Linked DNA regions of Macaca mulatta: region 2 is linked to region 1. The links are chromatin contacts, called in public Hi-C maps. All regions are on one chromosome and are shown on one strand. The core of a region is the stretch at or near the end of the contact, and the rest is flanking DNA. Distances in the headings are between cores, read along the strand shown.

Region 1 (7,553 bases), core at 3,675-6,174:
TCGACCATCCCGAGGTCATTCCGACCTCAGGGCCTTGGCACTTCTGTACCCACGACCTGTCACATTCTTTCTACCTCCTTCCAGCCTCGCTTATATTTTCTCATCAGTCAGATGTCATCTTATCCAGAAAGCCCTCCTCGATTCCCCACGCTGGGTCACATGCCTCCTCCGGCTTCCTCCGGCCCCTGCGCCTCCATTCCAGTCCCAATCCCTCTCTGTGCCCCTCTCCACCATCCGGCCCCACCCCCTCTGCCTGGATCCCCCCCAATCCCACCCCGACCTCTCTGCCTGGGTGCCCCACCATCCCGCCCAGACCCCTCTGCCTGGGCCCCACCATCCCGCCCGGACCCCTCTGCCTGGGTCCCACCATCCCGCCCGGACCCCTCTGCCTGGGCCCCACCATCCCGCCCGGACCCCTCTGCCTGGGCCCCACCATCCCGCCCGGACCCCTCTGCCTGGGTCCCACCATCCCGCCCGGACCCCTCTGCCTGGGCCCCACCATCCCGCCCGGACCCCTCTGCCTGGGTCCCACCATCCCGCCCGGACCCCTCTGCCTGGGCCCCACCATCTTGCCCTGACCCCTCTGCCTGGGCCCCACCATCCCGCCCGGACCCCTCGCCTAGGCCTCTCCTTCATGGCCCTGGCCTCTCTGGGCTGTCACTGCCTGGGGACAGCAGGTCTGCCTCCTTCACTGTACTATAATCTACAAGGGTAGAGCTGGGCTGTGTTGGTTACCACTGGGATCAACAATCAGATACACAGAAAGAATGTAACAACGCCTCACCAGCCTCCAACTTCCACCTCCGTCCTCCCTGCCTCCCTACTGAGAGGTTCAAGTCAGTATAGTTCTCTCTCCCAGCTGTCACCCCTGGCACCTGCCCCTAAAGGGCAGTTGGGGCAAAGTTGCAGTCACCGTCCTGGATGCCCAAGGGTGTAAAGGTGAAAGCCCTCCCAGCCTGCCTTCTCCTCTGGGTGTAGGGACTCAGTGGGGACCAGGTCCCAGCTAAGCCAGTTGCGTGAACCATCTCCCCATGTTTCCAACCAGACTGGTGGGTGGGTGGGTCCATAAACCTCCCATCTCACGGCCGAGGAAATCATTTCAGCGAGGGCCACAAAGCTGTCCAAAGCAGGACTTGGAATGAAGGGAGCCTCGGAGCCTGCTGGGGAGGACAGTGGTCCAGCCACTGGGGGCGCGACTTGGCAACCGCCAGGAAAGTGGGGAGCTCTGGCTTTTCCGCTGCTAGGCATATGCCGGACAGACTCTGGCCATGGTCTACAGGAACACGGGTTCCAGAAGGCCCATCATCACACTGTTACGGCCCCAACAGGAGATCACCTCAGTGGCCATCAATAGGTGAAGAGCCAACTCCTGTGTGACACCATCACAAAAAGAAATACCAACAGGAAAAACAAATGGCCTGTCCTAGACCAACACACATCCCCATGGAGAGAGATCCAAACTCCAATGCTCAGCTCAAAGCGGGGTGCAGGGGTGCACGCCTGTAATCCCAGCTACTCCAGAGGCTGAGGCAGGAGGATCACTTGAGCCCAGGAGTTAGAGGCCAGTCTAGGCAACATAGCAAGACCCCATCTCAAATATACCTATAATGTTGAACAAAAACAGCAAGTTGCAGAAAGCCATGTTTATGGTGACACCATTTATCTGAACAGTGAAACAACGGTGGTCAGCCCCTGCTGGCCGTAAGAACTGTCCAGGGAGCTTCCAAAAGCCTGAGGCCAGCCCCAGCCCAGACCAAGTAAGTTGGAACCAGAATTTCCATGGCAGGCCTGGGCCAAAGCATCTTTTCAAAGCTCTCCAGGGGGTTCCAATGTGCAGCCAGGGGCAAGAGCTGTTGCTCTACCGGTGGTGAATACATCCAAGGGCAGTAAAAGTGTGAAAGGCAGAAGAGGAATGGTGACTGCCATGCCCAGGACAGCGGCTGCCCCTGGAAGGGAGGGAGGAAGCCGGGGAGGAGGAGACTCTTGGCCTCTAACTGCATCACGGTGTGTTCTGTCCCAGGCCAGACACTGGCTGGATGTATGAGTGTTTCATTATACTGAAAGCCCTGCTTTTTCCCCTACCTGAACGTATGTTGAAGGAATAAAAGTGGCAAATAAGAAATCATTTGTCCAAGGTCCCACGGCTGGTAAATGAGCGAGGGACCTGAATATGGGTCTCCAATGCCCAAACCCTATCCTTCTTTATCTTTTTGGCACTTTATCTGTGCCAAACCCTGAGACGCTGAGTGAGCTGGCACCGCAAGGCTGGGAGGCTGGGCCAGCCTCAGAGGGCTGCCTGGCAGCATGCCGGCTCCCCAACCCTGCCAGAGCCAGGTGGGGATGGGGTGGCTGCCAGAGAAAGCCAGGAGGCAAGTGGAGCAAGGGCCTCCACCGTCTCTGAGGCCCTCCCCAGGCAGCAGTCGGGTGGCAGCAGCAGCAGCAGCAGCAAGACTAATGCTTACACAGCAATTACTACATGCGGGGCCTTGGGCCAAGGCTCTCTAGCCCACATCCTCACGGCAATTCTATGAGGCAGCGCTAACGCTATGCCCATTTTGCAGAAGTGGAAACGGAGGTCCTCACACGCTCTGTGAGTGATGGAGCAGGGTGTGTACCAGGCATCCCTGGCCCAGCACTGCTTTCTGAACCACACTCCATCACGGCCTCACGCAGCTCCACACACACAGGTACTCCTCAGCCCTCCCCTGCTCCCACCGTCCCTCCCAGGCTGAGCACCCTCAGGGTCTCGCCCTGAACCTGCACAGGCTACGTGTTGCCCCAGATCCCCAACTCTGCACCCGAGTCCTGACCTCCACTCATGCCAGGGCCTCTGCACACACTGCTCCTCCTGCCTGGTGAGCCCATTCCCAGCCCTCCTCCCCATCCTTCAGAGCCTTCCCAGGGGAAAGGGACTCAGGCTTCAGCCCAGGGTAGGGGCACTCTCCCGGCTCCCTGAAGACGCCCTTGCAAGCCACACCACCGTTTGTAGAGACGTAGCCTCGTGTCACTGGCTTGGGGGCTGGTTCCACTGTGCTCCAACCAGGGGACTGAGTGCCCTCTGAGGCTAGGGGCTCTGCGGGTCTCGTCCGCTGCCACACTCCAGCACCCAGCATACTGCCCAACAGTCAACCCCCAGCAATGTCGCATCCTCTGCAGGCCAGGCAGGGCTTCGTGGGGACCGAGGCAAGGAACCCCACAGAGCAATTCCACCACGCACCCTAATAATTAAGGTAAGGAGGGAGGGAACGGCTGGGCAGATGAGAGAACAAGAGCCTGCAGAAAGTGCGAGCCAGGGTGGTCCCGGGCCAGCTGAGAGTGAGCGACCTGTCAGTGAGAGAGGGCAGGGTGGGGAAAGGATTCCCAGCAGAAGGAACAGGAAGGTCAAAGATCGGGTGGCAGGCATGGGCCTGGGCTGGGGAGAAATGGGCAGAGCCTTAGGAAGTAAGGTGGGCGTGACTGAGGACCACAGCGAGAGCTTAGGGTTTTAAGAACAGTGAACACCCAGCTCTGCCCGCGGTACCACCCAGGGACACCCTCCCCAGTTAGAAGCCCATCCGACTCCCTCACTGGGACTCCAGACCACCCACAAACACTCCACTCCCATAGGCCCACGGGAATCTGCCCTGCCAGATCACCCCTTCCAAGGAAACCAAGCTGACAATCCCATAGGCCCAGGGAGTGGCCCAGCCCTGCCCAGCCCCCTGCTTCCAGGAGAGACCTAATGGCCAGCACCGGACAATGTGGCGACCAGCAGCAGGAGCCCTGGCATCACCCAGGCCCAGCTTCGATTAACTCTGCCTTCAGCAGAAACTTCTGAGCCTCACTTTTCCCGTCTGTAAAATAGGTTCATGTTGAGCAGTCACTTCACAAGATTGCAGCAGGGGTGAAATACGACCAGGCACACAGGGCGTGGAGCACAGTGTGAGCCCTCATTAAACATTAACCGACATTATGATGATTTGAGAGGCGGTCGGCCAGAGCAGGGCTCTGGGCCAGAACCCCAGAGTTAGAATCCCAGCGCACAACTTACGCATCGGGTGACCTTGGGCAAATCACTTAACCACTTAACCTCTTAATACCAGGTTAAGACCCCCTAAGACTGTGGTGAGGACTGAATCAGCTAATACAAGTAAAGCGTTAAAAAAAGGGTCTAGCCCATAGTAAGTGCTTCATGAGTGTTTGCCATTATTATTTGTGGGAGAGTTCCCCCTTCTCCTGCCACCAGGAAGCATCTCCGACCCCGCCCCTGGATGCCCCGCCCCCCCGTCCCCTGCAATACGCCCTCCTTGGGTTTTAATTTTTGACTCTGGGAAACAGCTGCCCCGCTGTCAGATTCTCACCTTTGCACCTTCTAGGCACGCCCCAGCTTTGAACCCCTAAAAGACGCCCCCGAACCTAAAACTCATTCATCTGCTCCGCTGGGGGCAGCTTTAAACCTCCAACCTGGGGCCCCTGGGGCTGAGGCCTCTGACCCTTGTAGAGGCAGCCTCACCTCAAATTATTAACTTGGACCCCATCTTTTTTGAGACTCGCCCAGATCCCCTCGAACGCGCCCCTACTTCGAATTTCAAACTTTGCACTCCCCTTCGCCACGCCCCCTTCGCTGGTTTGACCTCCGACCTCCACTACAACTCCCTCCAGACTGCGTTAACCCCCGACCCCTCGGACGCGACCCTTCCCTCCACCAGTGAACTTTGACCCCAGCGGCCCCGCCCCCCTCCTCGCGGAAACGCCGTCTCTCCGCCAGCGCCCGGCCCACTGCAAGCCCCTGGCCGAACCCCTTATCCTACCGGCTCGGCGCCGCAGTCGCTCGCGGCCTAGCTGCTCGGCCTGGAACTCCGCGCCCTCGCGCCTCCCTCAGCTCGCTTGCGCCGCCGCCACCGCGGATACTGCCGCCGCCATGTTGAATCCCCAACGAACATCCGGGGTTTTCCCCGCTCACCGCCCACCAGTCCCCATAGCAACGAGGCTGACCGGGCAGTGGGCAGGATCAGCGCGGGGGCGGAGTCGGGCGCCTCTCAGGGCCCGCTCCAGCCTCCGATTAGTGCAGAGCGTCCAATCGGAAACCTTCGTGCAGAAAATGCCAAGCGGGGATTGGAAATTTTGGAAAAGGTGCGGGAAGGCTGGCTCCCAGCCCACTGAAGTCCTTAAAGGGGAAATGACTGTTTTCGTGTGATACCGATTTTCTAACTTCCCCCCAGAAGGAGTTTAGGGGCTGGGAGAGAGTAATGAGTTAATAATGGGCAGAAACAGTTCTTAAGCACTTACTAGGAGCCAGGCACCTGGACAAGTGCTTTACTTGCATTTTCTCGCTGCATATACAACCCTGTGGTATAATATCATTAATATCCGTTTTACAGATAAAGAAACTGAGATTCAGAGGGTGAAATAGCTGGCAGAAAGAAGGTAATGAGTTTTGAACGCTGGTCTGTCTGAGCCCGGTAACCTAATACTGTTTGATCTTAAATTTTAAAATACGTTTTTACAAAGTAATTAGTCAAAATATTAGAAACAAACACCAGACATCTTCTTTTTAAAATTTATTTTATTTTATTTGTACTTATTTATTTATCTTGAAACGGAGTTGCCCTCTTGTTGCCCAGTCTGGAGTGCAATAGCTCGATCTCAGCTCACTGCAACTTCTGCCTCCCGGGTTCGAGAGATTCTCCTGCCTCAGCCTCCTGAGTAGCTGGAATTACAGGCGCCCACCACCACGCCCGGATAATTTTTTGTATTTTTAGTAGAGAGAGCGTTTCACCATGTTGGCCCGGCTGGTCTCGAACTCTTGACCTCAGATGATCCACCCGCCTTGGCCTCCCAGAGTGCTGGGATTATAGGCATGAGCCACCGCACCGGCCTTTTTCTTTCATTTTTAGAGAGGGTTTTTCCGTGTTGGCCAGGCTGGTCTCGAACTCCTGGGCTCAAGCTATACTCCCGCCTTGACCTCCCAAAGTGCTGGGATTGCAGGTGTGAGCAAAGGCGCCCCGCCAGACAGCTCTCCTCCTGGATCTTAGTCACTGGACTCTAGCCTTCATGCTGTTCCTGAACTCTGTCAGGTGCGCTCTCACCTCAGTCTTTGCATTGGCTGTTCCTCTGTCGGTTACATACTCTTCCCCCAGGTATCCTTATCTCTCCCTTCCTCCCTTTTTTCAGGGCTTTACACAGATGTCACTTTCTCTGTGAAATAATTCCCTCGCCCACCCTAAGGAAAGCAGCAAACATCCCTCTCATATACTACCAAACCCTGTCTGCTTTTTTCTTATTTCTCGTTGCTAATTGTAGTTATTGCCTGTTGGTGGTCTCCTCTGCTGGAATGTCAGCCCCATGACAACACGGATTTCTGTCTTTGTTCACTGCTGCATTCCCAGCGCCCTGGCACCGTTGACATGTAGATGCTCAGTAAACATTGGTGGAAGGGATGTTTGAATGAGTGGTAATTCCACCCCTTCAGAGATATCAGAGATACTCTTAAATGTTTGGTGCTTCTCCTCTGCCCCAGAACAGCCACATAGTAGGCATTTAATTAATTTCTATTAATGTCTGTGGCAATAATGAATGAATGATTGAACGATGAGTTAATGAATGAATGATTGAATGAGTTAATTTTTCTTTATGTTTACCTACCCTTTTTCTTTTTATTTGTTCATTCTTTTTTTTTTTTCTCTCTCTCTCTCTCTTTTTTTTTTTTTTTTTTTTTAGGTAGGTGTTTTATTCTGTCATTTAGGCGGGGTTGCAGTCTGAAACTCCTGGGCTCAAGTGATCCTTCCACCCCAGCCTCTCAAGTAGCTGGGACTACAGGCATATGCCACCACACTGGCTAATTTATTTTCCCCCTCCTCTCCCGGTCCTTCCCCTCCCCTTCCCGTCCCTCCCCTCCCCTTCCCTTCCCTTCCCTTCCCTTCTTTCAGAATCAGAATCTCACTTTGTCACCCAGGCTGGAGTGCAGTAGCATGATCTTGGCTCACTGCAACCTCCGCCTCTGGGGTTCAAGCAACTCCTGGGTGCCTGCCACCATGCCCGGCTAATTTTTGTATTTTTAGTAGAGATGGGGCTTTCCCATGTTGACCAGAATGGTCTCGAACTCCTGACCTCAAGTGATCTGTCCACCTTGGCCTCCCAAAGTGTTGGATTACAGGCATGAGCCACTGCATCCGGCTTGGCTAATTTCCTTAATTTTTAGTAGAGACAGGATCTCGTTGTGTTGCCCAGGCTGGTCTTGAACTCCTGGCCTCAAACAGTCCTCTCACCTTGGCCTCCCAAAGTGTTGGGATTGCAGGTGTGAGCCACCATGCCTGACCCCTTTTCTCTTTTAACAGAATTGGACATATACATTTGTAAAGAATGTTGTGTCTTTTATTTAATTTATTTTATTTTATTTTTTTTTTTTGAGGCAGAGTTTTGCTCTCCTTGCCCAGGCTGGAGTACAATGGCATGATCTCAGCTCACCACAACCTCCGCCTCTCAGGTACAAGCGATTCTCCCTCCTCAGCCTCCCGAGTAGCTGAGATTACAGGCATGTGCCACCACGTCCAGCTAATTTTGTATTTTCAGTA
Region 2 (7,493 bases), core at 4,110-6,609, 220 kb before region 1:
GAATCACAGGCCTATTTGACTCAGCAAGCCAGAGACTGAGTTGCAGGGTACAGAACCCAAAATATGTTTCTAAGGATCTTCTGGCATAATCTCACATCTATTCAAGGAAGAAACTATTTTCAAACTGGGACTCTCAAGAAAGAGTTCTCTTTCCACTAAGGCTTTCCAAGGAGGTAGGGTTAAAACCTAGGGCTGCTGAGGACCATCTTTGTTACCCAAAGCAGAAGCTTGTTGAAGATGAAGCTAACTCAGTGGAGAAATGGGAGGAGATGTCTGAGAAAATTATTTGAACACCTGGATGCAGTAGGCCTGAAGCCAACCTAGCTCTGGACTTTCCAGTAACAAGAGCCAATTAATCCCCCGCTTTTTTCCTTAAACTACTTTGAGTTAAGGTTCTATCACTTTATGTTTTCAGAGTTCTGGCTACGAGTTTTTTTTTTCTTTTTTTTTTTTTTCTTCTAACATTGCAATTACGGGCAAGGCATTGTTCTAAGTACTTTACATGTATTAACTTATTTAATCCTCATAACAATTCTATGAAGTAGAGTATCATTACTTCATTTTTTTTTTTTTTTTTTTTTTTTAGCTGTGGAAACTAAAAGACCAGAGAAGTAACTTGTCCTAGGGCACAAAACTGGTGAGTGGTAACTTGGGACGCAAATCCTGTCCAGACCCAGGGTCTGCATACCTAACAACTACAACCCCATTGCAGCCAAACCTATCTTAACTAAAAATTCAACTTTTTGACCCAAGGCACTACCATCTTGGAATGGACAGTGCCCACAGACCTTCTATTAGTCCCACCTGTCCTTAATCTCATCCTATGCAAAATGAGGATAATGGTAGTTTACCTACCTCATAGGGTTCCTATGAATACCTGTAAAGTGCTTAAACAGTGCCTGGCAGTTAGCAAGCATTCAAAAACCAGTGGTCATTATTATTACTACTCTGTAGGTCACTAAAGTGCAGTTGGCAAATACAATGCAAATAGAGGAAATCTGTCTTCTTTCATCTCTATCTTTTGGGTGAAGAGAAGAGATACCATGCGTGACAGATCAGGAGGCTTTCTTGTCTTTGATCCATTGCTTAAGCTGTTTCCTCTGCCTCTAAGGCACCATGATTGTCCCAACTCCCAGGGAACACTATCCAGCCCAAATACCACCTTTTCTGTGAAGTTTCCAAATAAAGGGCTCCCTCTCACCGCTGAATTTCTACAGCATATAATTTGTACCTCATTTTCTGCTCTGTACATGCCCAAGCCCCCTACTGGTATTATGAGTTCCCTGAAGGCAGTATTTACCCTGGGGTCTCTGTTTCCCCTTCTGGGCCCTAGAGAGAAACAGAATCCCTTGAAAAAAGTTCAGAGCTCTGTGGAGGCCCCAGACTTAGCAGCTGATAGGGGCTGTTAAGAGAAGTCAACCAGGACAGGGTGAGGCAGGTCACCAGGCAAAGGACTTGGGGTAGCTCAGAATCAGGAAACAACACAAAGTAAGTCCCAAAGACAGGAGCAAGTATGGCAGGGGGAAAGGCAAAGGGTGCTGTGTGGAGATAAAAAGGGAGGTGAGAGGAGAGGAGGGGGCAGGGAGAGTGTGCTAAACCTGAATGAGGAGTGAGATCTGAGAAACTTGGAGATTTCTGACCCAATGCAGAAGGAAGAGCTGCTTATTCTCTAGTGATTTCCAGTAACTTATAAAGGGTAGATTCCACCTTGTGGGATTCAAAGAACAAGACACGTCGCGTACTTTCAGAGTTCCTAGTCCAGTAAGGGTGAGTGGGCAAGTACATTAAAAACTACAAGGTTGAAGGTGAGCGGTGTTCTAAGAGGTACAATGGGGGTGGAGGGGTCTGGGCAGTAAGACACAGAATGAAAAGACCTCCTGAGGGTGCCTCAAGGGGAGGATGCCTATGTGGAGAAACGGATGGACAAGAAGAGATGGACATGTGTGTTCAAAGAAGCAGCAATTTAAAGAAGCACCAAAGGCTGGGAGTGGGCTGCAGGGATAGCCAGAAAGAGAAAGCACCGAGGAAGATCTGAAAAGAAACCATTCAAAAGTAGAATGGGAAATAACTGCTCAGAGGATGGAGTAACCTTGTGAAGAAGCCAAGATCCTTTCAAGGTAGGTAAGAAATCTTTCTGGAGGATGGGTACTTTGTAAAGGGGATTCCTGGGAAACAGGAAAATAGCAGTGAGCAGTAGGGCACAGAGGCACACCCTGAGGCATCTTTCAGGGGGTTTTTGTGGGGAAAAGGAAATCCTCTTAAAGGGCACAGGTTCTTTTTTTTTTTTTTTTTTTTTTTTTTTTTGAGACGGAGTCTCGCTCTGTCACCCAGGCTGGAGTGCAGTGGCCGGATCTCAGCTCACTGCAAGCTCCGCCTCCCGGGTTCACGCCATTCTCCGGCCTCAGCCTCCCAAGTAGCTGGGACTACAGGCGCCCGCCACCTCGCCCGGCTAGTTTTTTTTTGTATTTCTTAATAGAGACGGGGTTTCACCGTGTTAGCCAGGATGGTCTCGATCTCCTGACCTCGTGATCCGCCCGTCTCGGCCTCCCAAAGTGCTGGGATTACAGGCTTGAGCCACCGCGCCCGGCTGGCACAGGTTCTTAAACTTGTGTGTGCATCAAAATGACCAGGATTGTTTGTTAAAAACTCTGATTGCTGGGCCCTGCTCCCAGGTTTTCTGATTCAGTAGATCTGAGTAGGACTCAAGAATGTGTATTTCTAACAAATGTGGTTGCTGCTGGGCCAGGAACCACACTTTGAGAACCACTGCTATAGTGGAAGGGATTCTTTGGTGAGGAGGCCCTCAAAGGGGAGAAGGAAGAAGGCTTCTCAAAGGGAAATGGGGAAAATCCTGTCTCTAAGGAGGGTGTTAAGTGTCTCTTGATCTTGAAAGGGAAGAGGGGTCTATGAGGATGGGACCTGAGAAAAATGGTCTGAAAGAAAGGTCTTGGAGCATTGGGATTTCAAGGGGGTGGGGAAAGGTGTCTCTCAAGAATCTTTACAAGGAAACATAGAGGCTCTTGAGTGACGAGTCTGGAGAATGTTGGGGGCCTCTGAAGGGATACTAGGAAAAGGGGGCCCCCTGAGAAAGGTCTCTGAGTTGACTTCAGAGGAAAGAGAATGGGGAAATGAGATGGTGTAAATAGGAATTCTAAAGCGAGGGGGTAAATTTGATAGGGTACTGAATAACGTTTCTTGGGGATGTCAGAAGTGGAATCTGAGGGAAAGTTCTGAGGAAGTCTCAGGAAGCGCTAGGAGTGGGTGGTTGATGGAGGGCAATTTGTAAGAAAATTATCTAAAGAGTGTCTGAGGAAGGTGTGGTCTTCTGAGACTGGTCCTGGAGTGGGATGACAGAGTGATCTTTTTAGGAAAAACTCTTCAGAGATCTCAGTTGAGGAGAAACCTGAGTAAAGTCTCCAAAAGAGTACATGGGGAAGGCGGGGTCTTCTGAGTGTCAGAGGAGTGGGTTTTTCAGAAAGAATTCTAGGACTTTCTCAGAGCAGGAGCTCAGAGGGTTATTTTGGGGGGAAATTAGGTGTGTGTGAGGGTCTTCTTCAGGGGATTCTAGAGGATTTAGGGGACCTGTGTGAGCAAGTTCAGGGAGTGACATCTCCAGAAAAGTCCCTTAGTAAGGCAGAAGTATTGATTCAAGGGGTTCTGGGGGTGTCAGGAAGGTCTTGGAGGGATTTCAAGAACAACATCAGGAGGGTTCCAGGGGTTTGCTGGAGTCTCTAAGCTGTGTGTGTGTGTGTGTGGGGGGGGGGGGTCCTGAAAACCTGCATCTCAGAGGGGTCACCAAGAGAATCTTACGGTCTTACAGGGGTTGTGAGGAGGATCTTTAGAAAATTCCTCTAAAACCGGTCTGCAAGGGGGGATTCTGAAGTGTAAGTGAAGGGGAGTTCTAGGGGATCTGAGAGATAAACCATGAGGAAAGTTTTCAGGATCCTTAAACCATTTTTGGAGCGTGTGATGTGGGGGACTGGAAAATATGTGGAGTATGTAAAAGGGGTTTTGGAAGAAGCTTTTGAAATATGAAATTGAGAGTCCTCTGGAGATTTCAGGCAATCGCTGGAGACTTTAAGAATGAGTGGGGGTGGGGAAGGGGGTCCCGGGGAAGATGGTTGGGCTACCTGAGGGTGATCTCTAGGGCATTTCAGGGTGGTGAGACCAGGGGGAGACAGGAGGCCTCTGGGGGAGACTTTTGGGATCTGTGGAAAGATCCAGAGGGATACGTGAAGGGGGAGTGTGTATTAGAGAAGGTTGCAATATGGTGGGGAGTGGGATGGGGTCTTCCAGGTGAGTTTTCGGGATCTGGGGGCATTTCAGAAAGTCTGTGAGGAAGATTTATTTTGGGGATATGGGAAGGAGATCTTCAGGGAAGATGATCAGGGTTCTTCGGGGGCATTCTGAAGGACTTCTGGGAGGGGGACTCAGAAATGCAGGGGGTATGAGCGGAAAATCTCCAAGGAGGTTTCTGGAATGGGGTAAGTAGGAGGGAAAATTCTTAGGATCTGGGAGGGGGAAGTCGGGGGTGAGCCTGTTGGGCTGTGAGAGGCAGGGCTCTGGGGGAGAGTTCTGGAACGGACAGGGGTCCGGAGGGAGCCTTGGGGAGGTGTGCAGAGCTCGTGAGGAAGGCTCCTGGAGCAGCTATGAGAGCCACGCTGTGGAATGGACGAGGAATGGCCTCCGAGGACTATTTCTGGAGACAGGAGGACGACGGGGGCTTCGGGGCCAAAGAGTGGGGGTCTGCAAGGAAGGCTGCCGAGACCCTCGAAGGGCTCGGGGAGGCGGCTCCACGGGAGAGGTGGGTTCTGCAGGGACCTTTCGGGGCGCACACGGGGGCTCGGCAGGGTTTCCGGGGCTCTCCGAGGAGGATGTGCGTGGGGTCCTGAGGAGGGGCCCCCGGCCCGGCCCTTCGGCAATCCCGAGGGCACGGGGAGGATTTCGGAGAGAAGCTTCTGCCAGGGCCCAGGAGGGAGACTGGGGACGGGCGCGGGGCTTCTCCCGTGGGCCCGACCCCCGAAGCCCGCGCTCCGCACCCGCCCGCCGCCGCCGCCCGCGGTTCGGGGTCCCTGAGGGGGCGGGGCCGCCCGCGCGGCCTGGGTCGCCCTGAGGGGAGCCCCGCGCGCCCTGACCCGCCGCCGCCCCGCGCCGGCCCGGCCCGAGACTCACCGCCTCGGCCTTCGCCACCACCGCCGCCGCTCGGGCCTCCTCAGGCCACCGCTGCCGCCGTCGCCCCCTCTCGGGCCCGCAAGCTCCCCTCCCTCCTCCCGCACCGACCACCGCCGCCGCCGCCGCCGCCGCCGCCGCCGCGCTGCGTCACCGCGCCGTGCGTCACCGCCCCTGGCCCCGCCCCGACGGGGGCCGCCGCGCGCCGGCATTAGCTCACGCCCGGGTGACGAACGGCGCGCCAGCCAACGGGCGGCGAGGGCAGCCCGAAGGGCGGGAGGTGTGAGCCGAGTAAGGCGGGGTCCCGGCGAGGAGAGGAGCGACGGTGGTGGAACGGGACCCAAGAGGCCCGCCCCCTCCTCGGCGGGATTGGTCGGACGTGGGGGTGACGGGCAGTCGGTCAGGCCTGGGGTTTGGGGCTGGGGGGCGGGGAGGGGGCGGGGCGCGCGCGGCGTTGCCTAGGGTAACGGGCCCGGCGGAGCCTGGGATTGGGCCTCCAGGCCCGCAGGGGGCAGGCTCGCGCGCGTCCACCCCAGCTGCCCGGAGCGAAGTCGCAGTTCCCGATTCAGACGTTCCAGTCCTCCTCTTCCCCGCCCCTTGGGTGGCCCGCCCCACCCAACGCTGTCCCCGGTAGGCGTCTGCACTCGGGCTTTGGGGGGCTCGGCTTTCTCATCGCGCTGTTCTGAGCCTGCCGCTTGCTCTCTCCGATGGGAATGGCGAGGCGAGATCTAGCCGTTAGGGTGGGAAGCGAATGCACAGAAAGCGCTCGGGATCAAGGAGGCCGCCAATAAACGGGAGTTGTTGCTATGACTTTGGTTGTGATCTGGGCGTTCCACAAACTGTCTTGGGTCTGGGTGAACTAATCAGAGGGATCTGTGTTCAGAAGGCTCTCGGTGACAGAGATCTGGCTTGTTACAGGCACTCAGAGAGCCAGTCGGGGTCGAGGGTCGAGTTGAAGACAGGGAGGGGTGAGGAACGAGCAGAGGCCAGTTGTTTGGCCACTTGAGAGAGTTTGGACTTGTCCCGAGGGCACTAGGGAGCCCTGAAGGGCTTCAAGCCGGGGAGGATCATGGTGAGTCGGGGGTTTTGGAGAGCTGTCTCTCTGGCTTATACATGGAGGGCGGATTGGAGGGAATGAAACGGGGTCAGGAGTCCAGGAAGACAGCTGGGGGAGGAGTTGGGGAAGAAAGAGGGGGGTTTGCACAAGGGAGGGACTGTGGGGAGGGAAGGAGGTGCAGGTGGGAGGGACGCCCTGGAGGCAGAGCAAACGGGCCCTGAAACTGGCTGGCCATGGAGTGGAAGGGGGAGAAAAGTTTAGAACCAGGCCCTCTGGCCGGGAGATTGGGCCCCAGAGGAGAAGCAGGTTGGGAAGATACTAAGCCCAATGTGGATGCCTAGCAGCGAGGTCCAGGAGGTACACAAACCCCGGGTCTGGAGCTTAAGAGAGAAATTGAGGCTGGAGACCAAGATTTAAGAATCGTCAAAGATGGTAATTGAGGCTGTGGGAGTTAGGGGTCTAGCGCGGGGAGGGTGTGAAGGATCATTGGAGACAGGGAATGAACAGAACTCTGAAACGGAGAGGCAGGATTTGAGCAAAGGAATTGACACTGTCGATGAATATTGAAAAGGGCAGCCAGAGAGAGGAAGACCAGGACAGTGTGGCATAGACGCTTTGAGGAAAGGCCATTTCACCAGGGTGGGGCCATGTCACAAACCCCATCCACTACCTCCTGCATTTAAGCAACAGCCTTCACACTGTATAAAATGATTGTGCTTGATAACTGCTGGTTCATTAATTCATTCAATAATATTTCTTGCCGGGCGCGGTGGCTCACGCCTGTAATCCCAGCACTTTGGGAGGCCGAGGCGGGCGGATCACAAGGTCAGGAGATCGAGACCACGGTGAAACCCCGTCTCTACTAAAAATACAAAAAATTAGCCGGGCGCGGTGGCGGGCGCCTGTAGTCCCAGCTACTCAGGAGGCTGAGGCTGGAGAATGGCGTAAACCCAGGAGGTGGAGCTTGCAGTGAGCCGAGATCGTGCCACTGCACTCCAGCCTGGGCCACAGAGCGAGACTCCGTCTCAAAAAAAAAAAAAAAAAAAAAAAAAAAAATATATATATATATATATATATATATATATATATTTCTTGAGTATCCAATATGTGCCAGGCTCTGCTTAAGGTGCTAAAAATACAACCGTAGGATGAGTGCGGTGACTCATACCTGTAATCCCAGCATTATGGGAGGCCAAGGAAGGTGGATCACTTGAGGTCAGGAGTTCGAGACCAGCCTGACCAACATGACGTGAAACCCTGTCTCTAC

Evidence for each region. Hi-C and Micro-C count contacts between places; a contact is called where the count stands out from the background.
Region 2: a Hi-C map of fetal cortex germinal zone shows a contact between it and region 1, with 4 times the contacts expected there. The contact joins the promoter of SAMD4B here to the promoter of PAK4 in region 1. A contact is called at or near these places in 8 of 14 Hi-C or Micro-C datasets (CD4 T cells, blood, cortical neurons and 4 more).

Annotation. Positions count from the first base shown.
Region 1 is chr19:50,214,147-50,221,699 of T2T-MMU8v2.0, reverse strand. It overlaps PAK4 (p21 (RAC1) activated kinase 4), which reads right to left and starts at 4,924. Exons shown (of 8, transcript XM_077982687.1): 1 at 4,791-4,924. LOC144337489 (a long non-coding RNA gene) reads left to right here and starts at 5,045. Exons shown (of 3, transcript XR_013410674.1): 1 at 5,045-5,112; 2 at 5,361-5,406.
Region 2 is chr19:50,437,378-50,444,870 of T2T-MMU8v2.0, reverse strand. SAMD4B (sterile alpha motif domain containing 4B) reads right to left here and starts at 5,359. Exons shown (of 14, transcript XM_015123901.3): 1 at 5,173-5,359. It overlaps LRFN1 (leucine rich repeat and fibronectin type III domain containing 1), which reads left to right and starts at 4,554. Exons shown (of 5, transcript XM_077982640.1): 1 at 4,554-4,804. All of the region lies in intron 1 of GMFG (glia maturation factor gamma), which reads left to right.